Linked DNA regions of Nothobranchius furzeri: region 2 is linked to region 1. The links are chromatin contacts, called in public Micro-C maps. All regions are on one chromosome and are shown on one strand. Each heading gives the region's core, a stretch centred on a gene start, on an enhancer-like site or on the middle of the called end of the contact. The rest is flanking DNA. Distances are from core to core; before and after follow the strand shown.

Evidence for each region. Hi-C and Micro-C count contacts between places; a contact is called where the count stands out from the background.
Region 2: a Micro-C map of tail fin shows a contact between it and region 1, with 13 times the contacts expected there. The contact joins two enhancer-like sites. A contact is called at or near these places in 2 of 2 Hi-C or Micro-C datasets (skeletal muscle and tail fin).

The regions. Positions count from the first base shown.
Region 1 is chr4:75,695,252-75,700,122 of NfurGRZ-RIMD1, forward strand. No RefSeq gene overlaps it. Among protein-coding and RNA genes, the nearest start is that of fjx1, 7.4 kb to the right of the region's middle. Within about 2 kb of position 3,025, at least 3 of the 3 cell types and tissues checked have an H3K27ac peak or open chromatin away from gene starts, as enhancers often do. A contact at or near this core is called in tail fin, where this site is marked.
Region 2 is chr4:75,969,030-75,973,900 of NfurGRZ-RIMD1, forward strand. The region is part of intron 3 of ldlrad3 (low density lipoprotein receptor class A domain containing 3); the gene reads left to right. Among protein-coding and RNA genes, the nearest start is that of ascl1b, 96 kb to the right of the region's middle. Within about 2 kb of position 2,117, at least 1 of the 3 cell types and tissues checked has an H3K27ac peak or open chromatin away from gene starts, as enhancers often do. A contact at or near this core is called in tail fin, where this site is marked.

The sequences.
Region 1 (4,871 bases), core at 1,775-4,274:
CATCGAGCCCCCAGGAAATCTACCCCTGGTGAAGTGAATCATGTAAATCTTCTCATCCTCCTACATCTGTTCAAAATGTGACTGGATTCCCTTTTCCCTCCATGAGCCTGGGTCACATGCTGAAAACACTTTTTTTTTTACTTGTGGTTATTTAAACTGGTTGAAAATGTGGAAAGGGTGGGGAGAAGTTGAGCACGAAGATGCGAGTGAACCGCATCTCTCTTTGCTTACAGTTTGCCTGCAGGAGGTTCGCCCCATGATCTGTCTGCAAGTATCTATATGTCGGTTAAATTGATAAGTACCAAATTTCTCACAGCAGGAATCTCACTTCCATGCTTAATCTTGTCTCACATGAGCTGACTAAATGTCGTATCACATGGTGATAATTCATTTTACACAAAGATGCTGCGAGGCTTAAAAAGTCACGACTTTCCACACAAAGTTTAAACGTTCATAAGCTTTTTTAAAGGGAACCATCACCACATAGCACTGAGCAGACTTTAGTCAATAAGCCTGTTAGCAGAAAAGAAAGAAAAGAGAATTAAATTCCTGACTTATTTAATAAGGGATTTGGCGTGCCAGGTCAGGGGTTGTAATCCAGGAGATTGGACACTGATTCTTTAATCAAGTTGCTCCACAGTACATCTCCTTCCTCCCCTCCTGATTTCACTCTTGCAAGAGTCCCCCTTGTGTAGCACTGAATTTCAATAGCCCACCACTCTTCTGATACCACCCCCCTTCATCCACCCCAACACACACACACACACACACACACACACACACACACACACACACACACACACACACACACACACACACACACACACACACACACACACACACACACACACACACACACACACACACACACACACACACACATGCACACAGAGAGAGCCTCCCTGTGCTGCATTGGAACCAGATGGAGATGGGGAGTACAGTGCATCAATAAACCAAGCCGCCTGCTTTTCCTCTATGACTACGAGAGAAATCCAGCCTTTATTAACAATAACTCAATCATCAGGAAACTTTGGTCAGACTTCTAAAAACTTTGAGGAAATTGGTGAAGAGGGACCCAGGAAACCGCAGTGAGTGTTGGGAAAAGGAAGCCATATGGTGGCTAAGTACCACGCTCAGGTCTCAGCAGTGCACTGCTTCTCTTGTCGTAGCAACAGCGTTGACTTTTTTTGCAGGACGTTTTTCCCGTTCACGACTTAATTTTTGCCATTACAAAACCAGGAGTGAGGCAGTTTTGAAAACTGCATCGCATTTCTATTAACTGATGCCAAAAAATAAATGGCACACAGAACAAAAGGTCATTTTGGGGGTAATTTAAGCATTCCTAGGGATAATTACAGTGATTTTCAACTAAATTATCACTTTGTCAGCAGTAGCCTCTTCATTATTTATTGTGCTTGCAGTAGACACTTTATTAGGTACACTAACAAAAATAGCTAATCAGCCAATCATACGTCAGATACTCAAAGCACTATGGCATCTCGACGTAGTGAAGATAACAAGCTGAAGTTCAAATTCAGCATCGGAATAAAAAAATACAAATAAACAATGGTAAATGGTAAATGGCCTGTATTTGATATAGTGCCTTCTAAAGTCCTGGAACCCCCCAAGGTGCTTTACAACACAATCAGTCATTCACCCATTCACACACACATTCACACACTGGTGGGGATGAGCTACAATGTAGCCACAGCTGCCCTGGGGCGCACTGACGGAGGCGAGGCTGCCGAGCACTGGCGCCACCGGTCCCTCCGACCACCACCAGCAGGTGGTGTGGGTTAAGTGTCTTGCCCAAGGACACAACGACAGCGACAGACTGAGCGGGTCTCGAACCTGCGACCTTCCGATTGCGAGGCGAGCACTTAACTCCTGTGCCACCGTCGCTCCATCAAGCTAGAGAGTGGCATGGCCCTTTATGACCACGTTGACTCATCTTCTGATGGATACTTCCAGCAGGATAATGCACCTTGTCATATAGCTCAAATCATCTGAAATTGGTTTCTTGAACATTAAAATTAGATCCCTGGACTCCAAAGGCCAGGGAACAGTTATCTGATCTTAATCCAATCCACCAAAGGGAGTGCTGCTGATGAATCTGCAGCCACTGATTCAAGCTATCAGGTCAATATGGACCAAGATGTCACACGATTGTTTCAAACACCTTGTTGATGTAACACCATGATGGTTATGGCTGTTCTGAAATAAATAAGCTATGAGGAAAGTATGTCTAAAAAGTGACCAGGGAGAGGAGCAAAGTGTGGATGTCTGAAACAAAGGTCTTGGGTTTGAAAATGTGAAAATAAAAAAGCAAGCTGTCAGATTCCCTTTTCTATTACAATATTTATTTTATTCTCTCTCCCCCTTCTTTCAATAAACCCACACATTCTAAAAATCACACATTCATAAGGATATTTTCACAGCAAACAGGAAGCAGGAGATGCAGATTAATCCTCGTGGAGCTCTCCCCACCCATCATCGAATCCCAGAGCATGAGTAATCGTCAGACCCTGTGAAATGATTGTAGCTTTCAGCGCTAATGGAAGCCCTGCACATTCATTATTCAGTCCAGGAAACTGCAAAGTGTCGAGGGACCTTTGAGTTATTACTCTGCATGAACTAACCTTAGACTATGAGATGACATAAGCCCACTGCACTTTCTACTCCTCTGTCTCCGTCTCTTAATGTCTTCGGCCCCTCCCTTGTGTCCATCTGCGCCGGCAGACGGGAACCACACAGCGAAGACAAGATTGTATCACAGCTGTGGCGTTGTCAGACAGCCAGTGACGGGTGTACGGTGTCGCTGCAGACAGCATGACAGACGATCCAAGCTCTCTTGTGTCATGGTGGCGCTTGACCACGGACAGCCATGACTGGTGGGGAGAAACGTTCCCAATGTTATGGCTCTCTTGGGGCTGCTGGAGGAAGAATGCGGCAGGAGGGAGTGCAGCAGAGCAGAGGGGGGTTGGTTGACCTGCAGATAACACAAGTCATGACACAGATAGGTTTGATATGTGAACATGCCCACGCTTGTGCTTGTGGAAAGGGAAACTATAGGCCACGCTGCAGCAGAGGGAGGCAGTAAAGTCTGCCTTCCCTGAAAAGCAACATGCATTAAACAGAATTCCAACAATGCACTTAAGCCGTCTGCAATATCCTTGTCTAGACGTCTCAAATTTTACTTTCATTTGGTGTTAAACATGGTATAAGGAGTGGTATTTGAGCCACGTTGGTGTGGTTTACATTAAAGTAACACTAAAATATATAATTTTTTACTTTAAGCTAGAGTTTTAACATTGTTGTAGATTTAAACTCTTGACTAGTTTCATACCACTCTGCAGCTCTCTACCAGATACTGCACTTAACAGTTTTGTGGAGCCAGTTGGTGCTCCTTACCTGCTTTGTTGCTGTTAGCTGTTACGCTAGCAGTTAGCTTTTTCAGTTTGTCAATCCTCAATAAGAATCACAAGAAGAAGTTTGCTTTTCTGTTGGCATCATGGCGGAGCCTGGAAGTAAGAGAGTAGCGTTGTTGGAGGCGAAGCAAAGAGCTAAAACTGGCTCACACTAGTTTGAGGAAGCTAAAGGAGGCTACAACATCACGGACTGATGGTGACCTGGCTTTGTTGCTACTGGACTTGTTAGTAAAAAAAATCTCCAACAGTGTGAATCTTTTTACTGTGTGGTTAATTTCAGTATTAATTGGCTTGTGTTAATGTTAGCTCATTGTTAGCACTCGCTACAGCAGGCTGCTGCAGGGTTGTTAACCCTCTCAGGCTCAAAATAAGTTTTGATAAAAGGACGAACAACTAAGTCTTTCAGAGGTACTTCTGAGTTAAAAAAAATGCTTGTGAAATACGTATGTGGAGTAACCAGGTAGGTAGGTTTTAACTGTTGCAAATATGCAACGCCTGCCTCCAGAGGGTTAATGAAAGTTGTAATTCCACTTTTAACCAGTAGGGTGGAGGAGATGAAAACTGCTCACTGTCACTGTAAGGTAAAAATAAGACATGACTTAAATTCAAACAAGAGATATCCTTTTTGCTAAACAGCAGCCTGAAAAATCTGCCTCCAGAGGGACTATAACTCTTTTCTCTCAGGTTAGGAAAACGTTCAACCACCCACAACGACACAAAACATTTCTTGTGATTCTAACACGTGTACATCCCTCTCTGCTCATGCACAACCAACGGATTTTCTTCCTTCGCTCCCTTCGTGCTGTCATTTCTGTCAGTCTCCAGTGCAGGGTAAAACATATGCTTGAGGCGAACAGACATTGTGCAGGCTGTAAAATAAATAAATAAAATCTAAATGAACTCATCCAACTTGACAAATCTCAGAATAAAAAAAGATAAAAGAAAGCCCAAGCAATATGGCTGCATCAGAGTTACTTAACCTGACTGCTTATGCAAAGTTTTCCCACATCTGCTCTAACATTCTGGATTATAAAGAGAAGAAATAAAACACACCATAGAACGACTGTTTTTGTGCAGCTCAGAATGTCTTTCTTCAAGCTACAAAATCTCATTAAAGTCCGCAGAGAGATAAGACATTTCCAGCTCAAAGTGCTAAGAGCTTACATTAGTGTACCTGTCGTTTATTGGGTCTAGTCACACATCCTGTCTGCTGCTGTCTTTTCAACTCGGCCAATTTAGCATGCCTGCATGTGGCTACAAAATGACCCAATTAATTTGATTGGGGAAACCAAGGTTCTAGATGCAGCGTGTGAAAACACGAGTTGAATTGGAAAGCGTGCTGAGGGATGATAATGAGAAATAATTCAGCGACGGGGATGTGAGGAACAGAGTTTACATTCGGTTCAACTAGAGCCTCGAACAAAGACGGAACAACAGCAACTT
Region 2 (4,871 bases), core at 867-3,366, 270 kb after region 1:
CCTTTGCGATTAGAAAATCTCCTTTTGTCACATCGCAATTTAATTGCACATGCAGTTAATCGTTCAGCCCTAATATACATGCAGCTCTATGCTAAAAGTGTATTTTCAAAGAGGTAATGATGGATTTCTTTGTAAATTTGTCCATCTTTCCAACAGAAAGATTTGCCTGGACCAACGTAACGTGATAACAGCGTAACGTGATTACGTAATTCCGTAAGGTTCATGTTCAGCCAATCAACTACTTTATCGTCATCGGCAGTCGACGGACCCCGAGCCGATTTTGCACCCGAGCAGATCTTGTACCGACACCGGCATAATTTTAGCACAGGACTGCCTGGTGGCACCTTGGCTGTAGCCTTTCTGTGTGGAAATAGCATGTTCTCCCCATGCATGTGTAAGTTTAACATGAGTGTTTAGGTTGATTTCAGATGTTCTAAAACTACTTTTTTTGGCAAATTTCTGATCATAAATAGGCCTAGTTTTATGCATTTTATAGTAGTTTATGTACATTGTTTTTGTAAATACTAATCTGGCCATTTCACTCGACAGGATTTTGAAATTATCAGCTGATTTTCAAAGCTTGAGACCACGCAGATGGTGATTAAACGTCAGAGGTATACCAGTTTTGGTCCTACGGTGTGTGTTGGCAAACATTACACACTGCTCATGAAACTTTTTCACTCTCAGACATTCAACGCTCAGAAGGGACATCTCACAAGATAAAAGGTGACTTTGAAGTAAACAAACTTGATGCAGAAGGAGCGTGCTGCGTGCTTCTGTGACCTCGCTTTCTGGTTAGCTACATGTACTATTTAGCAAGCAGCATGAGTGTTTGTCCCCAAACATCAGAACAAGACAATCTTAACATGTTTGAAAGCCTGGATTTACGATCGGAGCAGTCCTGACATTGTTGCGAGCGTACACGAGCGCTTGTAATGGAGCGAGCACCCTCCCACCACCCCTCTGATCTGAAGTCAGGACAGATTCTCACCAGCACCACCACCCCGCTCTCGACTGCAAAAATGGCGAAGTGCATGCTGTGCGGTCGCGCCAGTGAGGTGAAGCCACCAAAGCATGGGTGATGAGCTCCGCAACAGCATAGGGCATCAGGCATGAATAAAAGACAGAAAGTACCAGAGGATGTGAGCGGGCCTGAACGATCATGTCCATTTTTTATTTTATTAGGTGGTGCCACTTAGAGAATGTTCCTGTGGTCGTGCGCTGGACGCAGCTGCCTGGCGTACACGAACAATCGGCGCTCTGCTGCTCTCCGTCCTCTTTGCTCAAATAAATCTCTGGTATGGTGAGAGTCCACGTAAATAACGTAATAGAAACAGGATCTTTAACTCATTCACTCATCAGAAAAGCCCTTCTCTGTCAGTGTTTTTCAGCGTTTTCACTGTTTTTTTAAGAGTCACAGAACGTTGCGCTCTCTGATGATGTCAACGCCAAAACTAACAAAACAAAGAGTGGACTCGCCTCTTACATCAGGAAAAATCCGCGCATTATCTGTTCTTTCGTAATCCGTTGTCGAATTGCTTTTCCGGTTCGCGCCTCACTTTTTTTTAACAGCAGCAACCCACAACGATCTCCTGACACATGGATTTTCTGCTTCCTGATCATGTGACGTGTGACATGTGCGGATGAAGATCAGTTTTAGAGCTGAGATGTTTGTTCTCACGGCGCGGGGACTCGTTTTGACGGCCACACAGTAAAAAAATGCAGTGAATGAGTTAAACATCTTTGTTAAGATAATTTTGTGTTTTTGTTTTCTTGATACTTTTTGTCTGATTCCTACACAGAGTAGTAAAAGTTGTATTCGATACATTTCAGCTGACAGTTTCAGCTCCTTACTGTTGCCTCCGTCAGAGTGTCGGGCTCCCCCTGAGTGTATGAATTGAGGGCTTCTCTGGGAGCCCATCACCCTTTCAGTGGGCCCCCCCATAATTTGACCTCTAAGGATACCAATAAATAGAAGTTAGGAAGCCAGGACAACGCAGGAACTGTGTAACTAAAGTTATTATATATCTAAATATGAAAACAGTCTAAATGACGGCAGGGCTGGTTGAAAATTGGCACGATTGTCCTGCCTTTACAACCAAGCTCCTAAATGGCTCAACTCTGCCACCTACTGATGTAAATGTGTGTCTGCAGTGTCTTAAAAATGTGAACTCTGCATAGTGTTTCATAATCCATCAATTATGTGAAATAAGTGTGATTTCAACACTAAGCCAAGCAGTCACAGTTGAGCTGTATATATATGTTTTGTATGATCCATCGCTGCTACATCACAGCTTTTTATTATTACTCTAAAAGAAGCCCTCCAGGTCACGAAGCCAGTCATTAAGTCTAACCCACCACCCCTCTACTTCTCATGTGGTGACTGAGTAAGCTGTGAGTGAGTGTTATGGTGGGGGGGTTGAAAGTGGCGGGCAATGAAGCGAACAAAATTATTACAGGGCAGCCAAATAGAGACCTGATGAAGCATGAAAACCCTCCTTTCCCTAAAGAGCTGCTCACACACTGAAACATACATGAAGAACAGGCTGATAGGGAGACAAAGAAAAGAGAAAATCTATATAAAAGATAACTTTAGGGTTCTTTGTATTTTATTAGTCAAGAAAACATCAAGAATGAAACAAGGTTTGATTTTAGTTCCCGGCAAGCTAACGAGATACACTTACACAGAAGAGGCACGCAGTACATGACACGCCGCGGCTAAAAGAACAGGCTGACAATGCCGAGTATGAATATTAATCGTGGGCTGCCAGAGGGATGTGGAAAAAGTGCTGTTGCAGTGCGTTTGTGTGTTTCGCTTTGTAGGGCGCTTTGGCAGAACCGCTTTCAATCAATCAGTGTTTCACGTTCCTGCAAAGGAAAGTCTGTTGGCAGCAAAGAACACTGACGCTTAACAGAGGACAGTAGGGTGATTAAGCACTTTAACTGCAGCGTGCACGCCCTCGACATCTCAAGGGAGCAGACGGGTTAAAGTTAGTTGAAAATGCTTGCAGGTACAAAAATAGCGTGTTGCAGTTTTACAAACCATTGTGTTTTATGGTTGATTCTATACATTAATGTGTGTTTTTTGCAAGATGGCAAAACAAAAAGTTCCTCTCTTCCTGTAGCATCTCAGATATTTGGTCATATTTTAAAAAGCGCTCATTTAAGAGTTAAATTGGCTAAATAAATACCTTCTATCTATAAATCAGCCAAATGGTGTTGTATGTTCAAGGACCAAGCCTTACATCACAGCTTTACTAGTATCTCCTGTATGAAATATTCTTTAGTTTTTTTTTTTTACAGTTTCTTGGCAAAACTACCTATAGCAAAAGCTATTTATCTGCAGTGCCTGAGTGAACACATCTCATCTAGAAGGTACAACACACAAGCAAACACTATAGATCTCCAAGTCCTGCAGCGCATGCATGTGAGCTGGCAGAGAGGCGAGGCACGTCTGTGTAGAATGAAGCACTGATCTCTTGTTTGAATTAAGAAAAACTGACAGATTTCCAAATGATTACATTCCTTTAGGAAGTTTTAATAAAACTGATCATTTCAGGTCTGCAACAAATCCTTATAATAAAACACCCAAATGAACAAAAACATGGATATTTTTCAAGTCTGTCTTTTTTGCCAAAAAAGGAAAGTGCTACGAATGAATTGATCTTTTTCCACCTAGTTGATCTCTTTGTTTCTTTTTTTGCATTAAAAATGTAGACAATTGCTTGTTAGATGAACTTAGTCGCTATAGATGCAGATGAATGCTATTTTCCAGACTTGAGTTTAATTGCATATGTCATGCAAATAAAACGGGGCCATTTGAGTTGAAACCCCTTTAACTCGTGGTTATTGGGACTCTGTGCACCGCAGTAACTTTTAAGAGTTTGTTTTTTCATCCTCTAAACCGTTTGTGCTGTTGGTGGAGTCTGATGGGGAAACCACAACGGCATCGCTCGTTCTGTTTGCAGTTTTTTAACAGATTTCTCAACCATGTGTCACGGGTTTACAGAGCTCTCTCTGGGTGAGGATGAAAGGGTTGATGGAGCTTGTTTTATATTTTCTGCTTGTTTTAGGATGGAGGATGTAAAAAAAAAGAAAAAAAGAGTATTTTTGGTAATATTTCTACTGGATCGTGTAACGGTTGTTCATCACCGCTGCAATGATGGATTTGTGTCTTGGTGCGTTTGAAGCCAGACAGCATGCTCCCACTGTGCACCCTTTCCCTTTTCTGGATGCCCGCCCATTATTAACTCATCAGGACCAAATAAAAATGTGATCTGTCTGCCCCCTGGTGGCTCTGTGATCATAATCAGAAGTGTTCTAGGAATTAAGGTGGCCATTCTCTTTGCTCTGTGCCTTCTTTTAGCTGTCGTTATTGGTTTTAGGTCAGAAATGATCCAGCTTTCCAATCAGATAAGCATTTATTCCGTTTATTTTAGAAAAGCCTAGAATGCCAGAGAAAGGGGGCTTTCCTACCCTCCAACCCCTTCCTACTCTTTTAAAGCTTTGTGAATATGAAAATCTTCTTTACTTAAGTCATCTTTCCCATCTTCATCTCCTGCCCTGAGATCCAGGGGAGGAGATCCATCCATCCACTTTATTCATTTTTAAACGTGGCATTTAAGATACGTAAATTAATCTTTTATTCTTCTGCTTTCTTTTCACTTTGTTTTGCTCTTCCACCTTCGGATGAACATTGTCTGACAGCGGTTAGTTAGCATATGCAGTGGCAGGTAGCCAATCAAGACAAAGAGATTGGCTCGTTAACAAAAAAGAGCTTGTATCTCCGTAACCCGTGGCTGGTGCGCAGCTGATCTGCTGCACAGTTTGATTAAAGACAGACAAAAGAGGTTTTCAGATCTCGTATTAAT